3 separate regions of the Sus scrofa genome follow, and all the other regions are linked to region 3. Evidence: chromatin contacts called from public Hi-C and targeted proximity ligation data. All regions are on one chromosome and are shown on one strand. The core of a region is the stretch at or near the end of the contact, and the rest is flanking DNA. Distances in the headings are between cores, read along the strand shown. Region 1 holds the start of LAG3 (lymphocyte activating 3). Region 2 holds the start of PHB2 (prohibitin 2). Region 3 holds the start of TPI1 (triosephosphate isomerase 1).

Region 1 (2,964 bases), core at 403-2,902, 92 kb after region 3:
GCCTGGCACCTAGAGGTGCTTAAAATGCATGCTTAGGAGTTCCCTGTGTCCCTGGCTCCAGTTCGCTTGGCTCCGTCCGCACTCAGCCTTCTGCGAGGCTTGCTTGAGGACCCCCGCTAAGTCCACCTCCTGAGCTACAGGACGTCTGAGTTGAGTCACTCCAGCCCAGCACTGTCCCCTCCAAGGAGTGCCTCCCCTCCTCCACCCTGGCACTCCCTCTGTGGGTGGGGGAAGGGGAGTTCGAGGGGTGATACAATCTCTCCACAAGGCCCTCCCCCACACACGTGCTTCTCTGGGGGCACCTTCCACCCCCTTCCGCCCCTCTACTGGAGGCTCTCCCGCTAAGGCGCATCCTTCGAAGCACAACCAGCCTCTGCCCGGCTCTTCCTGCCTCCGGGGCGGCGGGGAATGGGGCACCCTCCTCCCAGCCCCGCTCCCCTCGTCCCGCCCCCACCTACCCGCTGCCTGGCCCACGCGCAGACGGAGGAGGCAGACGAGGGCGCGGTCCCGGTCCCGGAGGCTCACGGCGGCGCGGTACTCGCCGGCGTCGTCGCGTCGGGCCGGGCGCAGCCACAGCGAGAAGTCCCCGCGCTGGAGGCCGCGCTCTTCCAGCTGCACGCGGGGCTGCAGTGGCGGCCTCCCGATGCGCAGGCCTCCGGGAGCCACCCTGAGCACCGTGTAGCGGCGGGGCCCCGGGCTCTGAGGGGAGGGCGCCGCGGGGCCCCTGATCAGGAGAGAGTTGGGACTGAGAAAGCCAAGGGAGAAGCAGCCCCAGGCAAGAGGCAGTCCGACCAAGAGGCACCCTTTGAGGATGAGAAAGCCCACCCAACGGGAAGACCTCTGGCCTGCTAAGCCTCCCCCATCTCTCCCCCCCCCACCCCACCCCCGCGCGCCTCGGGTTGGGCCGGCACCATCCAGTACTGGGGAGGCAGGTGGGATGCGGGGCGTGAGGGGAGCAGTCTGCGGAGAAAGAGCGGAGGGGGCTGCAGCAAGGGCAGCAGGAAGGCTGAGACACTGCTTCAGCAGGACTGACAGCTCAGGGGAGAAAGCAGAGTGCTGACTTGGCTCTTGGATTGTCCATCTGGACGCCTTTACTGCTGGATTTGGGGATGCTGTTGCCCTTGTTTGGGGTGCATACCTGTCTGGTAGATGCTGCCAAGTGACTTGTCCTGTTCGCAGAAGGCTGAGATCCTGGAGGGGGATTGTGGGGCTGCAGGGGAGCTGGGCAGGAGCCCCCTCCTGGGCCCACACCACCGGGACCTCTGCCCTTGGGTCTGGAGCCTCCACTGGGGAGGAAAAGAGAGGCCAAGGGGAGGGGCCATGAGCCAAGAGACTTCAAAGTAAAGAAGGAGCCTCAGCTGCTACCCAAGGGAGAAGAAACAGGGCCGAGGAAGACCTTGGGTTTCTGCCCCTTCCTGGCCAAGGGGGAGACGGGAGGGAGGCTTTGGGGGCTGGAGGACTGCCCCAAGAAAGGCATTGTTAGATCCACCCAGTCTAAGGACCTTGGCATCCCTGTGGTCATCCCTGCTGACCCCACCCCCACCCCCGCTGTGGGTCCGAAGGTCAGCCTTCCCAGAGGGTCGTCCCCACCTTACCTGCAGCCGCGCAGAGCAGTTGCAGAAGCAGCCAGATGAGGAAGTGAGCCTCCCCCATCTCCCCTGAGGCCTGGACCACACAGCCCTCCAAAGGGAAGAGGTCAGACAGTGGAGAAGGACTAACAGACAAAAGAGAGAGGTTCTGCAGAGAGGGAGTGGGTGGAAGAGACTCCAGAAAAAGAGGGATGGAGGCCTGGGGAGAGAGGGAGGAACCAATGAATCTAGAGGAAAGCTGGCCGGATCAGGCAGCAGGAAGGTGGGCTCAGGATGGGCTGGGGGGGGTCCTCAGGGATGGGGCAGGGTGCTGGCAGAGAGCAGAGTGGAGACAAGGTGGCTGTCTCGAGCTGGAGGCCGTTCTGCTGCTCCCAGGGCCGCGGCCCCTGTCCTTCTGCCTTCCCTCCACCTTCCCCACTTCCCCTCCCCGTTGCCCCCCCCAACACCCCAGGGCTCACGGTTTCGCTTCGCAGTGGAAAGTCTGAGGGGGCTGATTCCCAGCAGCGTTACCCTCCACCCCTGTGGTGGCGCTCCCCTTGTTTATTTCCTCAGCCCTGGGTGTCCCCACCGCCCCCTTCTCCCTTCCCCCACCCTCCTTTCCAGGGGACGGTCTGCCCTTCTCACTAAACCGTTTCTGCCTCAAACTACCCACCTGCCCATCTCTGAGCTGCCTGGGGGGGGGGTGTGTATTCACGTGTTCTTGGCCAGCCCTTTCCTGGGTACTCACCACCTCCCTCATTCCCTGAAATCTCCAGAATTTCTTTGCCCCACTCCACCTCCCTCCCCCCCCCAGCCAATGACTCCTAGAAATGTTACTGTGCCCTAAAAGATGGTAGGTCTGAAGAAGCGCACCCCAAACACAGGGAAAATAGCTACATTGTATGGCTGTACTGCCTTCACTATGTGCTGTGTGTTATAGTGGACACTTTACACACCTTAAAGTCATGAAATCTAAGATTATCCCCCATTGTATAGATGAGAAAACCAAGGCAGCTTCAGAGCTGAAACAATTTGCCAAGGTCACTTAGGGTGGGTGAAGACAAAAGCTAGCCAGTGTGTGTGTGTACTCTGGACCCTGAGTGAGCTGAGTGAGTCATGGGTGTCTTCTCATCTTTTTTTTTTTTTTTTTGTCTTTTTTTGTCTTTTTAGGGCCCCACTTGAGGCACATGGGGGTTCCCAGGCTAGGCGTCAAATCAGAGCTGTAGCCACTGGCCTTCACCACAGCCACACGGGATCCCAGCCGCGTCTGTGACCTACACCACAGCTCAGGGCAACGCCAGATCCTTAACCCACTGAGGAAGGGATTAAACCTGCATCCTCATGGATGCTAGTCAGATTCTTTTCCAGAGCCACAATGGGAGCTCCAGGTGTCTGC
Region 2 (2,792 bases), core at 17-2,516, 91 kb before region 3:
ATAAAAAGACCAAAAAAAAAAAAAGCATTTTCTCTGCACTCCCGCTCAAAGTATTAATAACCCCTGCTTTAGAAAGTGAAGACATTTTTTTCTCAAGACTACAGCCTTAACATAAGTATAAAAACCAAGGTTAAAATCCAGGTCTAACTTCTAAACTAGTACTATCCATTCTGGCCCTACTCATTGAACAAGCTTAGCTCTAAAACGTAGGAGAAACAATGTCAGAAGGGATGAGAACACTGCACAAAACTTTAAGAAGGGAATTGCAGGATTTATTTGGTAAAAAGCAATCATAATAATTAAAAATAAAGATGTAAAAATATTGGAGTTGCCGCTGTGGCTAAATGGGTTAAGAATCCCACTACCAGTGGCTGCAGCGCTGGTTCAGTCCTGGCCCAGGAAACTTCCATATGCCATGGGTGCAGCCATTAAAAAATTTTTTTAATAAAAAAATAAAAAGATGTAAAAGTATTATGATGATCTGATCCAGGCACTGTTTCGAAATGTACAGTAATACAGAGAAGGGAGAGAGATGAATTAAAACACTAAGTAAAGAAGTGGGCTGAATGATCCACAGTAACTACTTTTCTCCTGTGCCCAATAAACTTGTCATGTGATGAAAAGGGACAACGTGACGGACGAAACGCACCCATCCACCCTAGATGACTTTCTTTCACAGAATCCTGGTTAATCAATTGGAAACAAGGATGTTATGGCTACAAAAGGATTCAAAGACAAAACGACTACTGCCAACTCAGGATATTAAACCGAGAGACAGAAAACTAGACCACTTTCTCCAAAAGTGTTTCACCTCTGCTTTCTACATCCACTTTGAAACCATCACCCTCATCCCACCGGGTCCCAGCCTATCGATCTACTGGCTCTCCACCTCCTTGTCCCAAGTTACCTTGACTGTCTCCAGGCTGGCCCCTTCCAGCACCACAATGAGTCTGCGGCCTCCGGTCTTGCTTCCCGCCCCGAGTCGGGGCCGCTTGGGCGCCACAGCATCCCAGTCTTCTTCCTGCTCCCCGGCGCGCCGCTCACGAGGTTGGAATCCACCACTGGGCGCAGCCATCTTGCAACCAAATCGGAAATTGCGCTGATTTTCTCAAATTAGGACCTCGTGCTCCACCCAATCGCATGCTTCCTTCCGTCGGCCATTTTGAAAGTGGGCGCTGGGAAATGGCGACGGCTCTCTGTCTGGCGCTCCCGAAGCCTCTCTGGGAGGGCAGGGTTCCAGAAAGGGGCAGGAACTTCCGTATGCGTAATTCCTGTGCGCCAAGCTCGGGTCTGCCGTGGGTGGGCGGGGGGGTAGGGTTTAGAAGGGAGCGCACTTCCGGTGCCCTTTCTCCAGCAAGCACCTGGGGCTCGGACCTTCGTGTGAAGGGTGCGATCCGTAAACTGGAGCGCGGTAAAGGCAGGCCGGCACCCGCTTCTGACCTCTGGTGCCGCCGGCCTCAAGATCGGACATGGCCCAGAACTTGAAGGACTTAGCGGGACGGCTGCCCTCCGGGCCCCGGGGCATGGGCACGGCGCTGAAGCTGCTGCTGGGGGCCGGCGCCGTGGCCTACGGCATCCGCGAGTCGGTGTTCACCGGTGAGCAACCTCCGCCCGCTTTCCGGACACCGGCCGACCCTCCCTAGGCCCCTGCCCAGCCCCGCCGGGTCCACGCGCTCACCCAGCCCCTCACCCCGCCCCTGCCAGAAGCTCGCACGTACTCTGAGCCCTGCCTGGTCTGACCCCCCCACCCCTCTCCCCGCAGTGGAAGGCGGGCACAGAGCCATTTTCTTTAATCGGATCGGAGGCGTGCAGCAGGACACCATTCTGGCCGAGGGCCTTCACTTCAGGTAATGGCGGGCAAAGCGGACTGCCCCTGACCCTTCACCCTTGAATCCCGACTCACCAGTAGCTATAGTAAGATTTTCAAAAGCATTCAACAGCCACCCTTTCTCCTCCTCACGCCCATCTCCCGGAACAGTGGGTGCTGCCCAAAACTCCAGCAGCACATACTGTTGTTCTCCAAAGGGAGAAGAGAATGTCTCCGTGACCGTGGTCATTTAAGAGAAGCAGACCAAGAAACAGGTGGTGGTGGAGAACAGAGCAAAACGAGGGAAACTGCTGTCTCCTAATCCCTATCCTTGTTCCCTCTCCTCCAGGATCCCCTGGTTCCAGTACCCTATCATCTATGATATTCGAGCCAGACCCCGAAAAATTTCCTCCCCCACAGGCTCCAAAGGTAGGTCTGGGCACTGGGGCGTTTCGGGCAGTAAACAAAGGAGCCTGGCCAGAGAGTAGGGAAAAGGGTAGTGTCAGATCTCTTAGTTTCCCCTTCTGCAAACAGACTATAATAAAAGCATCTGCTGCTTGGCTTAAAGCAGTACATTCTGGACACACTGTGTGTTTGCACATTTTTAACTGTCCCTCCCCCAATGCAAACTCAGTGAGAGTGTTGTTTGTTCTTGGTCTTATTCACTGCCTAGATGGAGGTCTTGTTTTAAATCCCTTTTTCTTTTAACTGCTTCATTTATTCTCTATATCTGCTGGTACAGCCTGTCCTGACCTTACTCTTCGCTGGTGCACCTGTTTCCCCCAGACCCTTTGTCACACACACTCCCAGAGGCATGTACACAGTGAAGCAAGTAGCTCACCTGTACTGTACTTTTTTTGTACTATTTTTATTTATTTATTTATTTATTTATTTATTGTCTTTTTAGGGCTGCACCGGTGGCATATGGAGGTTCCCAGGCTAGCAGTCCAGTCAGAGCTGTAGGTACCAGCCTACGCCAGAGCCA
Region 3 (2,700 bases), core at 185-2,684:
CCCCCCAGTACACACACACACACCATCTTACCTGATCTCCCCAGTAAAGGCCCCATTAGCCACTTTGTAGCAGTTCTGTGCAGCCACGGCAATCTTGGGATCTAGCTTCTGCCTGGCGAAGTCAATGTAGGCGGTGGGGGGTGCGCAAACCACCTCTGAGTAGAAGACAGTGACAGAAGGGGATGGCATCACAAATCCAGACCCTATCCAGTGCTCTGGAGCCCCCTAGCCTCCACCGCTTTCATAGTTCTGCCTTCGCCCATTTCCACACCAGCATGATGATCTTTGTCTACTCTGCACCCCAGGCTGGGCCTGAACCCAACTCTGAACCTTTTGGGTACCCCTGAGAGGTCATGGCCCTTGCCCTGCCCTCTGCTCTTTTAACAGCTGTGGCTCTGATTTCCCCAGGCTATTCTGGGCCTGGGCACCTCCTAGACTCAGCATTCTCTGGGGCCAACCCCGCCTCCCTTCTAAAATAGCTCATTCCCACCTCTCCTAGCCAGGCAAGGATTTTTAGCAAAAGCAGAAAGGGCCAACTCCTGGGGTCTGTACTGCAGTCTCTGGGGGGAATAAACCAGAAGGGGGTGCCTCTTGATCAGACCCGGGGTTCTGTGATTTAGATGCCTGGGATGGGAAGGACTGAGGACGGCACTCTGTCCGTGGGTGGCAGCGAGTCGACTGGCTCATAGAGGCCTTGCGTTTTCCCGTATCCAGGTTGCAGAAAACAAGAGGATCGCTCCTCATCCCCACATGGCTCTGCCCGTTTGTCACTTGCTCAGCCCCTTCCGCAGAAGGGTCTTGCAGGCCGCCGAGGGGAAAGGATCAGAAGAGTAGCTCAAGAGGCCAAGGGCCACCCGGCAGGGGAACTCGGTAGCCCAGGCAAAGCGCGGGGAGGAGTCTGGGCTACGTGCGGCGGCGCACGGAGCCGGCGCCGAGGGGGCCCAGAAGCCTGCACGCAGCCTCCTCCCCCACACACCGGACTGGCGCCGGCCTCTCCCGATCGCCCGTAGGGGCTGGGCTCCACTTCCATCCCCGGCTCGGGCGGGTGCAGCCCCGGTCCGCACCCCGGAGCCGTCTTCCTCCCACAGTCGGAGGGCACAGGGAGATGCGGCTCCGCCTTTCCCCGTGGACACACCCCTGGTCCTGCGGCCGCAGGGCCAAGGCCGGGACCCCAGTAACTCTGGTCTCCGGCCCTGCAAGCAGGACCACGCAGACAACTGCTGAGAGAGCTCGGGAGAGGGCGCCACCACGCCCGACCTCCCACCCACCGCCAGGGCTCACCGGTGTCGGCCGGCAGCTTGGCTGCGTTGAGGGTGTTGATGAGCTCCCCCAGATTGTTCTTTCGCCCGTTCATCTTCCAGTTTCCCCCCACGAAGAACTTCCTAGCGGGCGCCATGGCGCTGGAGCCAGCACACTGAAGGTCAGGAGCAGCGCGCGGCCGTCTCCACTGGCCGCTTATATAGAGAGCGGAGAGGCAGAACCCCGCCCCCTTCGCGTCCTGGGCCATGACTGGCCCGCCCCGCGGAAGCCCAGCCCCGGCCCCGCCCGCCGCCCGCCGCCCGCCACCGCCCGCTGCCGCTCGCCGCCGCCCGCGTTGCGAGGTTCTGACGTCACCTTCTTTCTTGTAGCAACGTTCCAGCGGCGTCCAGGCTCGGTGGCTACAGCTTCCGTGGTCTGACTTTGGGGAGAACCGTGCGCCCGGTGCTCAGGGAAACCCCCGCTTCACGGCTTCATCACGCCACCCCCACACCGAGGGATAGGGGAGGGGCCTCTCTCCAGCTCTGGGAAAAGGAGCCTCCTTCCCCATCGGAGCCCCCACATCCCTGAGTGCTGAGCGGACACCTCTGACCCACCCGGGGCCGACCCAGCCCCACAGTAACTGGGCAAAAAACAGGGTTCAGCAGCGGAGGGATGGCCCACCTTGGCTAGAAACTGTGCAGCTAAGGGAGGGGGGTTCAGAAGTCCGCCCTGTCCCCATGAATACCCCGCTTTTTGCTCCAGCAGGCCAAGGCCTGACAAAGGACTACAGCCACTGGGGACATTTGGAAAGAACCCACCTGGGCCCCCTCCGGTATCACGGCTGCAAGAAAGGGCTCTTCCACCCCATCTCTGTTCTGTGACACCCCAGCCCACATCCCCTCATCTAACAGCCCCCACCCCGCAGCCTTCCTCTGCTGCCCCAGAGCTCACCTCACTCAGCCCCCAATCACACCAGCACAAAACATAGAAGGCAAAGGGGCAGGGCCAGGAGCTTTGTGAAACTGGCCCCGCTGCTAGCCCTGGGGAAGACAGCTTCCCCCAAAGGTATCAAACAGGACACAACTGAGCCACTGTACTTTTATTCACATCCTGTATTTTGGCATTTTCCAGAAGGACAGGGGAGAGACAGGGTGGGGAAAAGACTGAGGCAGGAGGGCGAGGGGGGTCCCCATTTCCCTCAGATCCCTCCTTGCCCAACCACACGGGGAGCACACACAACGGGGGAGGGGAGGCACAGAAGCCCCCTCCTGTGGAAGAGGCTGCACAAAGCTATACCCACGCCACACAAACAAACGAGCCCGCTCCACGCTGGGCCAGCAGGATCACAGAGAAGCAGAGCCCTGTGGGGTCAAGGGCAGGAAAGCAACAGTCTCCTCACAGACAGGCAGCCGGCCCCTCCCGTTCCCCTTCCTGCTCCATCCCCAAAGTCTCCAGAGTGCC

The links. Hi-C and Micro-C count contacts between places; a contact is called where the count stands out from the background.
Region 1: a contact with region 3 is called in a targeted proximity ligation map of alveolar macrophages. A contact is called at or near these places in 2 of 5 promoter capture datasets (fetal liver and fetal skeletal muscle), 1 of 47 Hi-C or Micro-C datasets (liver) and 2 of 2 datasets of targeted methods (alveolar macrophages and skeletal muscle).
Region 2: a Hi-C map of retroperitoneal adipose tissue shows a contact between it and region 3, with 2.0 times the contacts expected there. A contact is called at or near these places in 4 of 5 promoter capture datasets (fetal liver, fetal skeletal muscle, liver and 1 more), 17 of 47 Hi-C or Micro-C datasets (alveolar macrophages, blood, embryonic fibroblasts and 11 more) and 2 of 2 datasets of targeted methods (alveolar macrophages and skeletal muscle).

What each region holds. Positions count from the first base shown.
Region 1 is chr5:63,933,402-63,936,365 of Sscrofa11.1, forward strand. LAG3 (lymphocyte activating 3) reads right to left here and starts at 1,653. Exons shown (of 8, transcript NM_001105306.1): 1 at 1,596-1,653; 2 at 1,139-1,286; 3 at 459-724. The coding sequence starts at 1,653.
Region 2 is chr5:63,750,300-63,753,091 of Sscrofa11.1, forward strand. PHB2 (prohibitin 2) reads left to right here and starts at 1,267. Exons shown (of 10, transcript NM_001243556.1): 1 at 1,267-1,596; 2 at 1,763-1,847; 3 at 2,157-2,236. The coding sequence starts at 1,470. EMG1 (EMG1, N1-specific pseudouridine methyltransferase) reads right to left here and starts at 1,170. Exons shown (of 6, transcript NM_001243478.1): 1 at 908-1,170. The coding sequence starts at 1,075.
Region 3 is chr5:63,841,419-63,844,118 of Sscrofa11.1, forward strand. It overlaps TPI1 (triosephosphate isomerase 1), which reads right to left and starts at 1,435. Exons shown (of 7, transcript NM_001037151.1): 1 at 1,282-1,435; 2 at 32-155. The coding sequence starts at 1,396. USP5 (ubiquitin carboxyl-terminal hydrolase 5) reads right to left here. Exons shown (of 20, transcript XM_001925784.6): 20 at 2,324-2,700.